Linked DNA regions of Hordeum vulgare: region 2 is linked to region 1. The links are chromatin contacts, called in public Hi-C maps. All regions are on one chromosome and are shown on one strand. Each heading gives the region's core, a stretch centred on a gene start, on an enhancer-like site or on the middle of the called end of the contact. The rest is flanking DNA. Distances are from core to core; before and after follow the strand shown. Region 1 holds the start of LOC123451029 (F-box protein At1g55000). Region 2 holds the start of LOC123447322 (suppressor of disruption of TFIIS-like).

Region 1 (7,350 bases), core at 1,645-4,144:
AACGCCCCACCGGTCGACGGCGAACAGCAGGTCCTATCTGTGGCAAGGACGGCGAGCAGCGCTGGCCTGTCCGGCGCCGGCAGCGACGTAGGTGGGCATGGCCGCCCCGAAAACGACCCCGCGCTGGACGAAGGAAGGCCCCGCCCCCATTCAATTCAGACGCTGATTGAATGAAGTATCATCGGCGTCAGTCCCAACTTGGAACAGGCCATGAACATGCAGCTAGCTGCCTTCAATTGATTGTTTCCATCTTGGATTGGACGTGCCGGCTTCCCAGCCTAGGGGTATCAGATCGGATCACATATCAGTCATTGCTAAATCTGCTCACACATGCTAGCTAGCAGTATCTCCCTTCTCCGCTCTATCAATTTGCCGCTTCATTTAAGGCTGGAGAACGCAAAGAAAAAAAATGGCCGACGATAAAACAGGAGAAAGAAAAACTATAGCTGGTACGTAAGAGCAACTCTAGCGGACAACCTAATTGTATATATACCGCTAAACAACCCAAATGTTAAATTTAACTGGAAAAAAAAATCTTCAATGAAACTACTCCCTCCCTTGGTAAATATAAGTCTTTTAAAAGATTACAATACAGACTACATAAGAATGTATATAAGTCTTTTTAAAATATAGGTTCATTCATTTTGCTTTGTATATACTCTTTAATTTTTTTTAAATGATTTATATTTAGAAACTGGGATAGTAAGCACTAGCTAGATCCGTTTCACCCATGACGCTTCCCCTTAGCCACGCCGCAGTCCCACCCCTCGTCGCTTTCTTCTTCCTCAGCGACGCCAGATTCAACCACATTTGTTGTCGCCATAAAGGTTTAATTCGTCGCTGAAGAGCATCGATATGGCCAAAAACGAAGCCGCATGAGGTTGTGGAAGCGGAAGGAGTCCCACAAGTGTGCCTTCGCCGGCAAACGGCGTCAGAATGGTCCTTCTTCACAGTCACTTTGGTCGGGTCGGTAATGAGCGTGCGCACTCCAACGAATCAACGCATTGCAGCAATGGATCCATTGTTCTCATTGTTCAACGTTGGCAGCGTTGCCACTCGAAATCCGACGAGCTCCCCCCTCCACCCCTGGCGTCGTGGTTGCAGGTGCCCCGTTGCTCATATAAAATGCCCAAAATTGTAAAATATTAACCAGCAAGTCCACCTATAACTGATAAAACAAGTTTCACACAGGAGAATCCCCCGCCTGGGTCGGCCCATGCAGTAGGGACCTCCTATACTACGCTTTTCGCGATGTGAGAAAACACATAACACCTGTTTGGGCCGGCCCATGTCTGGGCGTCCTGTTTTTAAATTTTATTTTTGCAATTTTTCTTTAAATAATTTGGGACTTCCAAAATTTTCATGAAGTCAAATATTTCTGGATTCAAATAAAGCTCATGATTTTATAAAAAATATTTCCTTATTCAAACCATGTTTGAAATTTTGGAAATTCATATTTTTTTCATGGTTTTTAAAAAGTGTGTGTATTAGAAAGTATTAATGAAACTGAACAAAGTTTTCCCAATTCAGAAAATGTTCATGAATGGAAAAATATCCAAAAAATTAAAAAACTGTTCGTGACCTACAAAATAGTTTATTCAGCCATAGAATGTTTGCTGATTCAAAAAAGATCATGCATTTCAAAAAATATTCATGAATTTCAAACATTGTGCCAGAAATTTTCAGAACAATGTTTGTCTATTCTAGAAATGTTTGTCGATTCAAAGAAATGTTTACAAAACGTTCATGGTTTAAAGCAAATGTTTGCAAATAGTAGAAAATGTTCATGAAGTCAAATATGTTCATGATTTCATATATGTTCACGAGTTAAAAAATGTTTATGATTTCATGAAATTGCGAGTAATAGTGTATATGAATTTTTTTCTCCCGTTTCAACTCATGGAACGTTCGTAAATTTTAAAAATTGTTCCATCAAGTTCCAAAAAATTGTTCGTCAATTCTAGAAATGTTCGCTCATTCATGAAAATTGTGTAGATTTTTTTCACAATAATTAAAAAGTGTTTGCAAATATTATAAAATGTCCATGAATTCAAAAAATGTTATTGACTCTAGAAATAGTTCGAAAAATAGTATAATTATTCACGAATATGAAAAATGTTAATGATTTCAAGTTTTAAAAAAGTTCATGATTCACGAAACTAAGAGTTTTTGTTTTCAAGAGTATGTCAATGACGTATCATATTTTTATATAAGAGATCAAAATATTTATAAGAATCCTACGGTCAATGTGAAAATCAACCATAAGTACACCTACTCCCACCGATACAACTGAGTCACTGTCTCACAAATCTATTTAGACCACCTACACCGACTGCTGCTCGTCTTCAATCATAAAATTCCTCAAGGATCCACCTGGCTAGCTTTCTCGGGTCTCTGAATTGCTCCACACGGCTAAAGACTCTAGTGTTCCTTTGCTTTGAAAGCGACCAAATCGCACCAATGACTAAAGAGTCAAAACCTTGCTTGTCATCGCCTTGAAAACCTTTCCGTGCTCTGAGCCACTAGAGTATCCCTACTGCTCGGAGCGGCCATCATTAGTTGCAATGCGTCGAAGCAAGTATGCCAAATCTTTTTCGCATAGACACATTGCACCAAGATATGGTCTATGTTATCCTCTTCCTGCGTGCAAGTGTAACACGAGGAGGGTTCCTCCTACAGGCCATGTCGAGCCCGTCTTTCGAAGGTCCATAATCATGAAACTGAAAGTGATAGTCTATCTGAATGATGCAGCAAAATACGATCATGACCATTGAAGATTATGATATTTTTCGTTGCAACGGACTTTTTAAATTCTTGGAGGACGGGTAATAATACCCGACTTTATCCTGCAGAAAAAGAAAAAGTTAACACAAGGCCTGGCGGAGTTCTGCGGTGCTGTGGTGTGGTGCGGTCCGGGAGTTGTGCACGCACCGCCCCTGAGGACCAACCACATCTCCGTCTCCCCTGCCGACCAGTCAACCACGCCCCGCGCCACCGCACAAGCCGCCTTCTTCCCCCTCGTCCAATCCATCCACCCGCGCGATCCTCCTCCTCCTCCTCCCGGTCGCCATGACCAGCCGCGCCGGAGACCGCGCCCTCCCGGACAAACCCGATCCGGAGGAGCCGTCCCCGATGGGCGGCGGCGACTTCCCGGCCGACCTCCTGCGGGCGGTCCTGCACCGGCTCCCGCCCGCGGACGTCGCGCGGGCGGCCTGCGTCTGCCGCCTCTGGCGCGCCGTCGCCTCCGACCGCGCCGTGCTGGAGGCCGCCTTCCGCGCGCCATGGGGCGTGCGCCGCGTCCTCGGCGACCCGGCCACCAGGGCCTTCTGGCGCGCCGCATCCCTCGCCCGCTTCGCGCTCTCGCACACCGTCCGGCGCGGGGACACCGTCCCCGGCGTCGCGCTCAAGTACTCCGTCCAGGTATCATCTCTCGCTCTCTGTCCATCCATCCTCCCCGTCTGCAGCTTATTATTCAGGTATTGATTTTAGCTGAATCGTGATGTGTGTTCGCTCTGCTACCTGAGGCAACAGCGACACCAACCCATACTGAAATTGGCAGATTCCGCGGTAGCATCGAATCCCATAGTATTGAAATACTGCAAGATGTCTGACGCGAGAGATTGTCTAACAGATAATCTAATGTTATTGGATACCATGGAAGCTCACTGTCGCAGGACTCACCACGCTGTCGTTAGCATAGCTCATCATGTTTTAACCGTTGGCTATCTGATAATGCTCATGATACAATGTTTGATGATAGATACGCTGCTTCCATGATATGCCTGTCAGTACTCTTTGCTCAGCTGCATCAATTAAAATGTTGAGTGTTCTAAACTTCTAATTGATACTAAGGCTGTAGTGGCTCACTTTGTTAGGTCTCAAAGTAATTGAGTTAGCTCTCGACGTTTGGTTTCCATAATGTCGCCACAATTGATAGTAAGGCTGTAGAGTGCCCATGCACCTTCAGCTAATAACCCTTTTTAAGTTCACTGCCGCTGATATAGAATTAATCCGAAACATTGACCACACGGAGTTTCAAACTTGTTGGACTAGTTTTATTGACAAAGTTGTTGATGCAACTCAAATTTGAAAGCAATTGGTATCCTCAGTTACTTCATTTGTGAGTGGCTGAATGCTGGTAATTTGTATCATTCCAGGCAAATGTTTCCACTGTTTCAGAAAGTTATACAGTTGTACTGTGCCTGTGTGAGCAAACATTCTCTATTCTCTATCAAAACGTATTTGATATTGTGTGAATTTCAAACAGGTGACTGATATCAAACGGTTCAACAATATGATGAGTGACCACGGTATCTACTCAAGGGAGAGGCTTCTGATACCAATCAGTGATCCAGAAATCCTGCTGGGTAGCACATGCTACATTGAGATGGATCACAACTCAAAGAGAGAAGTCGCGGTCTTTTATCCCGAGGGCCACCCGAATGGAAATACAGAATCCGTGACAAACGCCGCAGCTGCAAAAAGGCAAAGCAAACGGATTCTCGAGTCGGTGAGGCGGAGCTTGCAAGTCGATGACGGAACTGCTGAGTACTACCTATCCATCACAGACGGCGATCCGAGAGCTGCTATGATGGAGTTCTCGGAGGACCTTAGGTGGGAGCAGCGACAAAAGGGCCATTAGATGCAGGTCAGTGGGAAGTATATACAAGGGTATTGGTGTATAGGTGAGTATATACCATTTGATGATTTCTACCTACTTTTTTCTGCTTGAACCATTGTTGTATTGCCCTCTCCTGTGTGTAATATAATGTGAAACTGTGGACCTCTGTAAGCTGAAACTAAAGAAACATGTAAGGTGGACTTAGAAAGTAATAATTGTAGCAAGTACTGGGTGGCATACAAGCCAGGACTCACTAGGTCGACGTAGACCTCGTTATGTTGCTTCGCTACGAGCCGCCATTCCTTTTGGTTGGCGATGAACTCCCGTGTCGTCGCGAACCCTTGCTGGAGGAGGATCCGATCGATCTCGGCGTCCCGTCGACGCTGCTCCTCCTCCCTGTCCCACATGGAGCGCACGACCATGGCCGCCTCAATGGCATCCGCCTCCGTTGGGGGGGAGGTAACCCTCCGGCGTGATGACTCCCCGTTGCTCTGGCTCCGGCTCCCCATTCATCGCGCGGAGCGGCGGGAGATCCTTCGGCTCTTTTTTGAGCGGTGCGAGGGGCGTCTACGAGTTTGAGCACCGACAAAGGAACTGCCCGTGGTGGAGGAGCCGGACATCAACCCGTGGCGAAGGAGCGCCTACTTGCGTTTGTATTCTCGCGAAGGAGAAGGGACGTCGGTGGCTCAAGACCGCGGTTGGTGTATGGCAGGGCGGGCCGCTTCCTCGCCGCATAGGGGACGAAGCAACGCTTTCGCTTGGGGTCGTCGCCATCGCGCCGGCTAGAGCTCCACATCCCGCTCCATATCGTGAAGGATCGGTGGACGGGGCGGCGAATTTTTGCCACCGTCGATGAGAAATTGAAGCGGGGAATGGGCAATCGCGATTGCAGGGAGATAGGGTTTCGACCCGTATCGCGGTCGCGGACCCGGATATATACCAAAGGGGGCGGGTACGTTTTCGGGCCATCGTAAAAAGTTTATGGGCCGGCCCGACTATACGGGGTCTGGTCTGGCCAGAAAATCAAACCAAGCCCGTAAACTCGCCGAAATAATACGGGCCGCGAGGTTTTAAGGGGTTTGCTAGAGTTGCTCTAAGGCATATGTTGTTGAAGTAGAAGTGAAATCTTGTTTCCTAAATTATTTGTTGCACTCATTGTAGCCCATACATCGAATCCGGGTTCACTTACGCGTCAGTTTAAATATAGGATTTGCTAATTCTTAGTTGCCTGATGTATTTTACGGAGGTGGATGGTTGCCGAACAAGCTCAAAGTCATATGACGGCTACATACTACAAAGTCCATTTTTTTGGAGTGGCAAAAGTGGCGCTTCATACCCGGTTGAAGCTTACGCGACCACCCGTCACCCGGAGTGAGGGGGGCGTGCCGTCGTCCGGCAGTGCAAATAGTCCGATCGAGGTAGTCGCTACGCGCCGCGCGCAGAACAGCCGAGAGGGACGTACGGGCCGACGGATCCGTCGCAACAAGCGTGGGTATTGGTCCATCTCCCACCCCATTTACATTTTTTTAGACAACCCCATTTACGTAAATTAGTAGTCAGGTCAAGAAAACCCTATTCGCCGCTCTGTGCGAAACGGTGTCGGGGCTTCACACAGAGCGGGAGGAGGATCGATTTTAAATGGGCTGGCCCATTTAGTGGGATTACATCACCCGGTTTTGGAAATCTTTTAGAGGTTTTTAACCGGTTTTTAAAAACTTATAGAAGGTTCCTTGAATCAGTTTTTCTTTTTCTTTATTCTTTTCCGTTTTTTCCTTTTCTGTATCTGTTTCAAAAAATGTTCTGGTTTTCAAAAAATGTCGACGATTTTAAAACAATGTTCTGTATTATCAAAACATTGTTCTCGGTTTCGAAATTTGTTCATCAGATTTAAATTTGTTCTTGGTTTTAAAATTTCTTCTTAAAATTTAAAAAATATTCATGCTTTATAAAATTGTCCGTGCTTACAATTTGTTTAGGATTTTTCAAAATTGTTCCGGGTTTCAAAATCGGTTCTCAAAATTCAAAAAATGTTCGTGCTTTAAAAATTTGTTCGCGCTTTCAAATTTTGTTCGGGTTTCTCAAAATTGTTCTCCTTTTTTAAAGTTTTAAAAATATCCGTGCTTTAAAAAATTGTTCGTGCTTCCAAATTTGTTCACGAATTTTCAAAATTGGTCTTCGAATTCGAAAAATGTTTTTGCTTCAAATACAAAAAGAAAAGGAAAATGGAAAGAAAAAACGAACCAATTGGTTTTCCTCATTTTCAAAATTTGTTCTCAAGATTCAAAAAAAAATCCATGCTTTTAAAAATTGTTCACGCTTTTAAATATCTTCAGGGTTTTCAAAATTGTCCTCCGTTTCAAAATTTTGTCCTCAATATTCAAGAAATATTCATGTTTTAAAAAATTGTTCGCAGTCCCAAATCTTGTTCAGTATTTTCAAAAAAAATCTTGATTTTAAAATTTGTTCTCAAGATTAAAAATATTCGTGGTTTAAAAAATTGTTCACACTTTCAAATTTGTTCTCTGTTTTAAGAAACATTCCGTATTTTCAAAAAATGGTTAAGAAATTCATCGTTTTTTCGTTTTGATAAAAAAGAAAAACGGGAAGAAAAACGAGTGAAAAAAAAGAAGAAATAAGCAGAAAAGAGAAAAGAAACAGAAAAAAGAAAATTATCCAACCTTTGTAGACAAAGAAAAAACTGGACCGGCTCAGTCGGGCGCCCCCCTATG
Region 2 (6,751 bases), core at 1,743-4,242, 260 kb before region 1:
AATTGAGCAACGCAACATTTAACTCATCACAACACATCACTCCTACAGAAGATAAATTAATCTAGTTGGCCAAATCAAACTGATAGATCAGAGAGAAATACAAAGTTATAACAATCTTCGCTCTGAACGGTGACCTGAAAAATTCCGGCTATGTGAATGCTTGTAAGTGCTGTCCACTTCATCCGTTCACAAGCGTATGGTTGCTTCTGATATGCGAATACATCTTCTTTTATGCTTGAAGGCATTTTATTCAGCATGCCTTGTTGGGTTCCGTATGGATCAAAGGGGATTGGACGGGATTAAATACTTTGATCGAAAGCGACAAGCAACATCAAACAGATAGATAGGTACTACCCATCATACTACAAGAAGCTAATAATGTAAGAGCGCACGTAGTAGTACATGTGACACATGACTCGTCCTGCAATTGAGCTGCTTTGTTTAATCTGCTTTGCAACACGGTGCTGATCAGAATCATACATGCCGTTTATTCTGCCTGTCAGCTGGTAGGTACCACTACTGTACATGCATATCGACTGTACACACGCATAATTAAGCATCAGGACTCAATCAGATTGGTCACAATATGACATACATACAGGAGGGGGCCTTATTAGTGACGCTGCATTATGGACAGGTAGCGTCTGAATTGGAGCTGGACGCGGTCAAGTGGGTCGATCATGCCTGGATGGACGTGGGCTGTATGACGGCGTCCAGCTCGGCCCTCATGCTCTTGTTCTTCTCCACGTTGTGGTCGAGCTGCAGCTCGCCGTCGGCCGCGCCGCCCCAGATCTCCGGGATGGCTCGCCGGAGGCCGCCGATGGTCTCCAGCGCGTAGTCCGCCTCCTTGCTCCTCGCCCTCTTGCCAACCTGCAAACACTATTCGATCAGACGACGGTCCTTTGATGACGACGGCGATCTCATTTGTACTGAATGCTGGACGGCCACGTAATCGACCGGCGACAAAGGAAACGCTATCTGATTGATGCGATGGGCCAGCGATTGCTGACGGAATGGAAGATGGCACATTCCGTCGGGAGATCTTTTTTCCTTGTCCCGTTTCTTCCACCACATTCTTTGGGGGCAATGACAGCCACAAACCAAGGCTTGCATGTGCAGAATCAGGCTAATCGCTCGCCATAATACCACCCAATGATGTGAACCCAGATGGCCTAATTGGAAACCAAGCTGCTCATACATGGAATAATGGCGTCTCTATCTATCTTAATCAGCGCGCACCGGCCACCTGATCGATGGACTGATCGGCCGACCTAATTTTACCCATCCAACAACGAAGGACAGCAACGCGACTGGGAACTGACTCGGCGCCACGGAACCTTCGGCGTCGTTTAGTTAGATGCTATCGATTCTTTTTTTGCGCAAATTGCGCCACGTTTCCTCTGTTCTAGATTGATTGCTGTGACTTATGAATCATCGTGACACGCAAGTCGAATAAACTGTCGAGGAAAGATGAAGAGAGTATGCATGTGCTTTTGATTTCGATATGAACTTATGAAATTAGGTCGGTTGAGATGAATTAGATAGTTCATTTACCAGGGCTGTGCGGAGGCCGAGAGCTTTTCCCGCGGCGATGTTCCTCTCGTTGTCGTCGAGGAAGAGCTGACAGACAGAGATCCACGTATTAGTTTTGTGATGATCAGGCAAGAACACAAACCAAGCACGCGACGATGACAAGTAATATAGTACTATCATAAGCTTTGCTTTCATCGAAAGATAATTGCTGATAAGGGCTTGATTAGCTGCTAATGGTTTTTTAAAGCTGGTGGCTTGTGTTACCCCCGGTGTCACTTTCCGTCCATCGGGTTCAGTTCGTCAAATTATTATAAGCAGATGAGGCTATGCGCGTTGATTTCTACTGCGATACGTTCTTAAAAAAATCAGCAGATGGTTACCGTTCGACGTGGGTTTGTGCCGGCGACGCGCAGGGCGGTGGCGAAGGCGTGGACGGACGGTTTCAGGACGACGGCGGGGCGGTCGACGTCGTCGTCGTCCTTGGCGTCCTCGCCGAAGAGATTCGGGTTCATGGTCTCGAAGCATACGACGCCGTCGAAGAGGGCCTCGTCGAGGCCCAGCCGCTCCAGCGACCTCCTCATGTGCGCGCGGTCCGAGTTGGTGAACAGCTGCACGCGCGCACGCGGCGAAGACAAATCATTTCTACTTGAGTACTTGTTCAGTCGGAGGACCAAATGATGCTCGAGAGAGGGAGATGGTAATGTGCTTACGATCTTGCGCTGGGGCATGCTCTGGAGCGCGGCGGCGAGCTGCGGGTCGGCGGCGATCACGTCGTAGGGCAGCCTCCCGTGCACGTAGCTGCAAATCAATCCATGGTTAGACGTGCCGTCGATTAGTTTGACAAGTTGGAGAAAGACAAGGTGGGTGTTGCTGTAGCGTGCCGACCTGTGGTACTCGTCGGGGTGCACGTCGTGGCCGAGCGCCTGCGGAAGTTGACGACGGGCGGACGGAAGACAGACACGAACACGTGAGAAAAGAGAAGGCAAAGTTGGCGTGTGCGTTTTGGGTTTGAAGAGAAGAAAACGTACGATGAGGCCGGCGAGGGTGCTGCCGTGGGAGCGGAAGAGGTCGGCGCGGAGCGCGGCGGCCTTGTCGGCGGCGAGGCCGAACCTGGCCACAAGGAACTCGTCGATGTTGCGCCTCAGCGCCGGGCCAATGCCGGTGTTGCCCGGGTACAGCGTGTCGTCGAGGTCTGCTCGGTTCAGTTCACGGAGCAGAGCAGAGGAACTCATCAGATGGTGATCGTTGGAACCAAGAAGAAAGGTACATGTCGTCAGCTTGATTGATTACCGATGAGGAGGCAGTCGAAGGGGGAGGTGACGGGGGACTGGAACGCCATGGCCGGAGAGCTAGCTGCGAGGAGCAGAGGAGCCTCTTCAAACTTGAGAAGAGTTGGGGTGATTTTGATGTGCAGAGCGAGGGAGCGAGGGAAGACGGGCGATGGTCGGGGCGTTTAAATAGAGCTGGAGCAGAGCAGGTGAGCGCAAGAAGAAAAAGGAGGGTGTGGATGACAGGGAATTTTGGTGCGGTGACGCGTGCATGTGGGTGAGGTGGCTTTCCGATTCTGATCGGCTGTGTTCCGGGGAAGCGGCTCGTGTTCCTCGCGTCCGCGTCGCGGAGCTCACACGCGTCTCCGTGGCCGGAATGGGTTGGGACGTCGGTCAGTCGGTCGGTCCAGGTTTTAAGCATCTACGCTTGCACATCCAAACCCTTAAATGATCGCGGACGCGTTCGTTAATTAATGTTTACATTCAATTCTTTCATATTTCGTCTTGTAAATACATTAAAAAGTCAGGCAGAAGAAAATCATATGTGCTATCCTATTATTTGTTATTGTTGGAGATAGCTTCTCGTTGATCCTTGCTCATTGTAGCCAGTGTCGCGTTTGTCGTAGCCTGAGCCGTTTTTATCGAAGCCCGCGTCACTTTCATCTGTTGCCAACAAAGACGTCTATCCTCTGCAAACCGACTTCGAATAGATGAAGTTCAAGATGACATGCTACTCCGCCCTGAGATCCATGTCCTCCTCCCCCATATTCAACGTCATACCTCCTACGTTGGCTCCAGCTCGTCCTCCCCCACACCCAGCACCAGTGCCTCCTCCGTCGGCTTCCGCTCCTCTCCGTGCTCGGGGTGGGTTCGGACGGCGGTCGGTCGCTCGGTCTTGGGCTCTTGGCTCACAGTTGCCTTGCGTATCTACCACTTTACAAATTTTGTTTTAAACACGATACAAACATAACTTTTTTCTCTCTCGATAAGGTATACCTTATACATGTGAGGTACTCCCTCCGTTCCTAAGACATTTTAAAGATTGCACTATAAACTACATAAGGATGTACATAGACATATTTTAGAGTATAGATTCACTCATTTTGCTCCGTATTTAGTCTTCTAGTAGAATCTCTAAAAGGTCTTATATTTAGGAACGGAGGGAGTAGAACTTGTTAGGTTGATCTCTTCCGCGTGGGCCCAACAGCCCACCGGGCCCTTGATCTATGCGTCCTGATCGGGGGCGCCCAACCTGTTATGGTTGGTGGGCCCCTGTGATCTGAGCTATAAATAAAGTGGTGGGGGGCGGGGCGCACGGTACGAGGTTCACCGCGCCGCCAGACTCCCCACCTAAATCCCCTTCCGATCTAGGGTTAGCGCAGTGCTCACGGGAAGCACCACCCACGACCACACCCCTTCCCTCACGCCACCGACGACTACACCGGCACCGATGGCCGGAGCAGGGAGTTCCTCGGGCTCGGGATTAGGTGAGTACAATGGTAACTCCGGATCTATCTATGCCTAGTTGATCTACGGCTTCAACATTGGTATCATGAGCCACTAGGCAGAGATTTATTCGGTACAAAGAAAAGAAAGCATTTTTTCCCTACCCCTACGAACCCTAGATGGGCAAGGCACCGAGGATGGCTATGGCCTCGTCGAAAAAGAAGCGCCGCCGCAAGGCCGCGCCTGTTCCTCTCGATCCCCACACGCATCGGCAAGCCGAGGTGCGTGGAAGAAGAACCTACCCCCTCGGGGGCTAAGTACGTATCAAGATCCGAAAGGAAAAAAACAAAGTATGGATCATATTCGATTCAAAAGAAGATCGGATTGAAACCGACAAAAGACAACAAAAAAGAGAGGGGGGAACTATGCAAAACAAAGGCAAAGGGCGCCACTACCGAACCGTTTGACGGTGGCGCGTTCACCCTAGAGGTGCTCGCGCAGCCTGCAAAGGGGACGGAGATGGCGCCATTGAACTGCTCAAGGATGAAAAGAACGGCAGGGTAGTTGGCATCCCAACACCTCCCTTGATGGCGGCGCACTCTCCCTCGGGAGAGGGCGCGCACCGGCAAGGGGAGTGAAGGGCGCCGCCGCTGCGATAGGAAAGGGGCACGACCACCTGCAAGGAAGCACACGACGTGGGGCTTTAGGCCACCACGGCCAGCGGCCACAAGAAAAAAGGGCCAGATCCGAGCGGGGCAGAGAGCCACCGCGGGATCCCTGTCGGCGGGGCTTGAGCGCCACCGCGCGAAGGGAAGGCCACCTCGGCGGGGCCTTAGAGCCACCGCACGAGGGAAGGGCCCGGCTCCCCGTCGACCAACCCCGACGGCCTCCTCCTCGGCGGGGCAGACGGCGCACGGCGCGGGGCCCTCGGCTGCCACCGCCGGCGGCCACCGCCCGGCCAGCGCTCGGCGGGGCATGGAGCCACCGCTCGAGGAGCCGAGCTCTGCGGGAGCAGAGGGCCCGCACGAGAGGAGCCGTCGGGCAGAGCAGATAGAGCGGCGCGGGTGGGGGAAATGAATCGCCATTAGGGTTTCGGCCAGGTGACTGCCCTTTTTATCCCACCGAAAGGATCGGGCAACCGTCGGATTTAATCCGACGGCCCTCATCGCACCGTTGCCTAGGTCAGAAACGACTGGGCTGTTGGGCCACAGCAGGCCGAAGTGGTGTTGGAAATATGCCCTAGAGGCAATAATAAAATGGTTATTATCATATTTCCTTGTTCATGATAATCGTCAATCGTTCATGCTATAATTGTATTAACAGGAAACACTAATACATGTGTGAATGAATAGATCACAATGTGTCCCTAGCAAGCCTCTAGTTAGCTAGCTCGTTAGTCAATAGATGATCATGGTTTCCTGATCATGGACATTGGATGTCATTGATAACGGGATCACATCATTGGGAGAATGATGTGGTGGACAAGACCCAATCCTAAGCCTAGCACTAGATCGTATTGTTCGTATGCTAATGCTTTTCTAATGTCAAGTATCTTTTCCTTCGACCGTGAGATTGTGCAACTCCCGGATACCGTAGGAGTGCTTTGGGTGTATCAAACGTCACAACGTAACTGGGTGACTATAAAGGTGCACTACGGGTACCTCCGAAAGTGTCTGTTGGGTTGGCACGAATCGAGATCGGGATTTGTCACTCCGTGTGACGGAGAGGTATCTCTAGGCCCACTCGGTAGAACATCATCATGAGCTCAATGTAACTAAGGAGTTAGTCACACGATGACGTGCTACGGAACGAGTAAAGAGACTTACCGGTAACGAGATTGAACAAGGTATAGGTATACCGACGATCGAATCTCGGGCAAGTTCTATACCGACAGACAAAGGGAATCGTATACGGGATTGATTGAATCCTTGACATCGTGGTTCATCCGATGAGATCATCGTGGAGCTAGTGGGAGCCACCATGGGTATCCAGACCCCGCTGATGGTTATTGGCCAGAGAGGTGTCTCGGTCATGTCTGCCTGTCTCCCGAACCCATAGGGTCTACACACTTAAGGTTCGATGACGCTAGGGTTATAGGGAATTGTTATACGAGATTACCGAAAGTTGTTCGGAGTCCCGGATGAGATCCCGGACGTCACGAGGAGCTCCGGAATGGTCCGGAGGTAAAGATTGATATATAGGACGGATGGTTTCGGACACCGGAAGTGTTTCGGGCATCACCGGTAACGTACCGGGACCACCGGGACCACCGGAGGTGGTCCCGGGGGACCACCGAAGGGGGGCTGCGACCCCAAGAGGTAAGATGGGCTAAGTGGGGGTGGGAACCAGCCCCTAGTTGGGCTGGTGCGCCTCCCCACTCAGCCCATGGCGCAGGGGAAAGAAAAAGAGGGGGGAACCCTAACTTAGGTGGGCCTTAGGCCCACCAGAGGGGTGCGCCAACCCCTCCTCCCCATCTGGCCGCCACAAACCCCATCTGGGAGGGC

Evidence for each region. A called contact is a pair of places that touch in the nucleus more often than the background predicts.
Region 2: a Hi-C map of leaf shows a contact between it and region 1, with 5 times the contacts expected there. The contact joins the promoter of LOC123447322 here to the promoter of LOC123451029 in region 1. A contact is called at or near these places in 2 of 6 Hi-C or Micro-C datasets (leaf and seedling).

Annotation. Positions count from the first base shown.
Region 1 is chr4H:13,068,690-13,076,039 of MorexV3_pseudomolecules_assembly, reverse strand. LOC123451029 (F-box protein At1g55000) reads left to right here and starts at 2,894. Exons shown (of 2, transcript XM_045128047.1): 1 at 2,894-3,420; 2 at 4,268-4,848. The coding sequence starts at 3,070. The coding sequence ends at 4,642.
Region 2 is chr4H:13,327,623-13,334,373 of MorexV3_pseudomolecules_assembly, reverse strand. LOC123447322 (suppressor of disruption of TFIIS-like) reads right to left here and starts at 2,992. Exons shown (of 7, transcript XM_045123913.1): 1 at 2,824-2,992; 2 at 2,562-2,725; 3 at 2,419-2,456; 4 at 2,244-2,331; 5 at 1,914-2,141; 6 at 1,555-1,620; 7 at 417-870. The coding sequence starts at 2,872. The coding sequence ends at 679.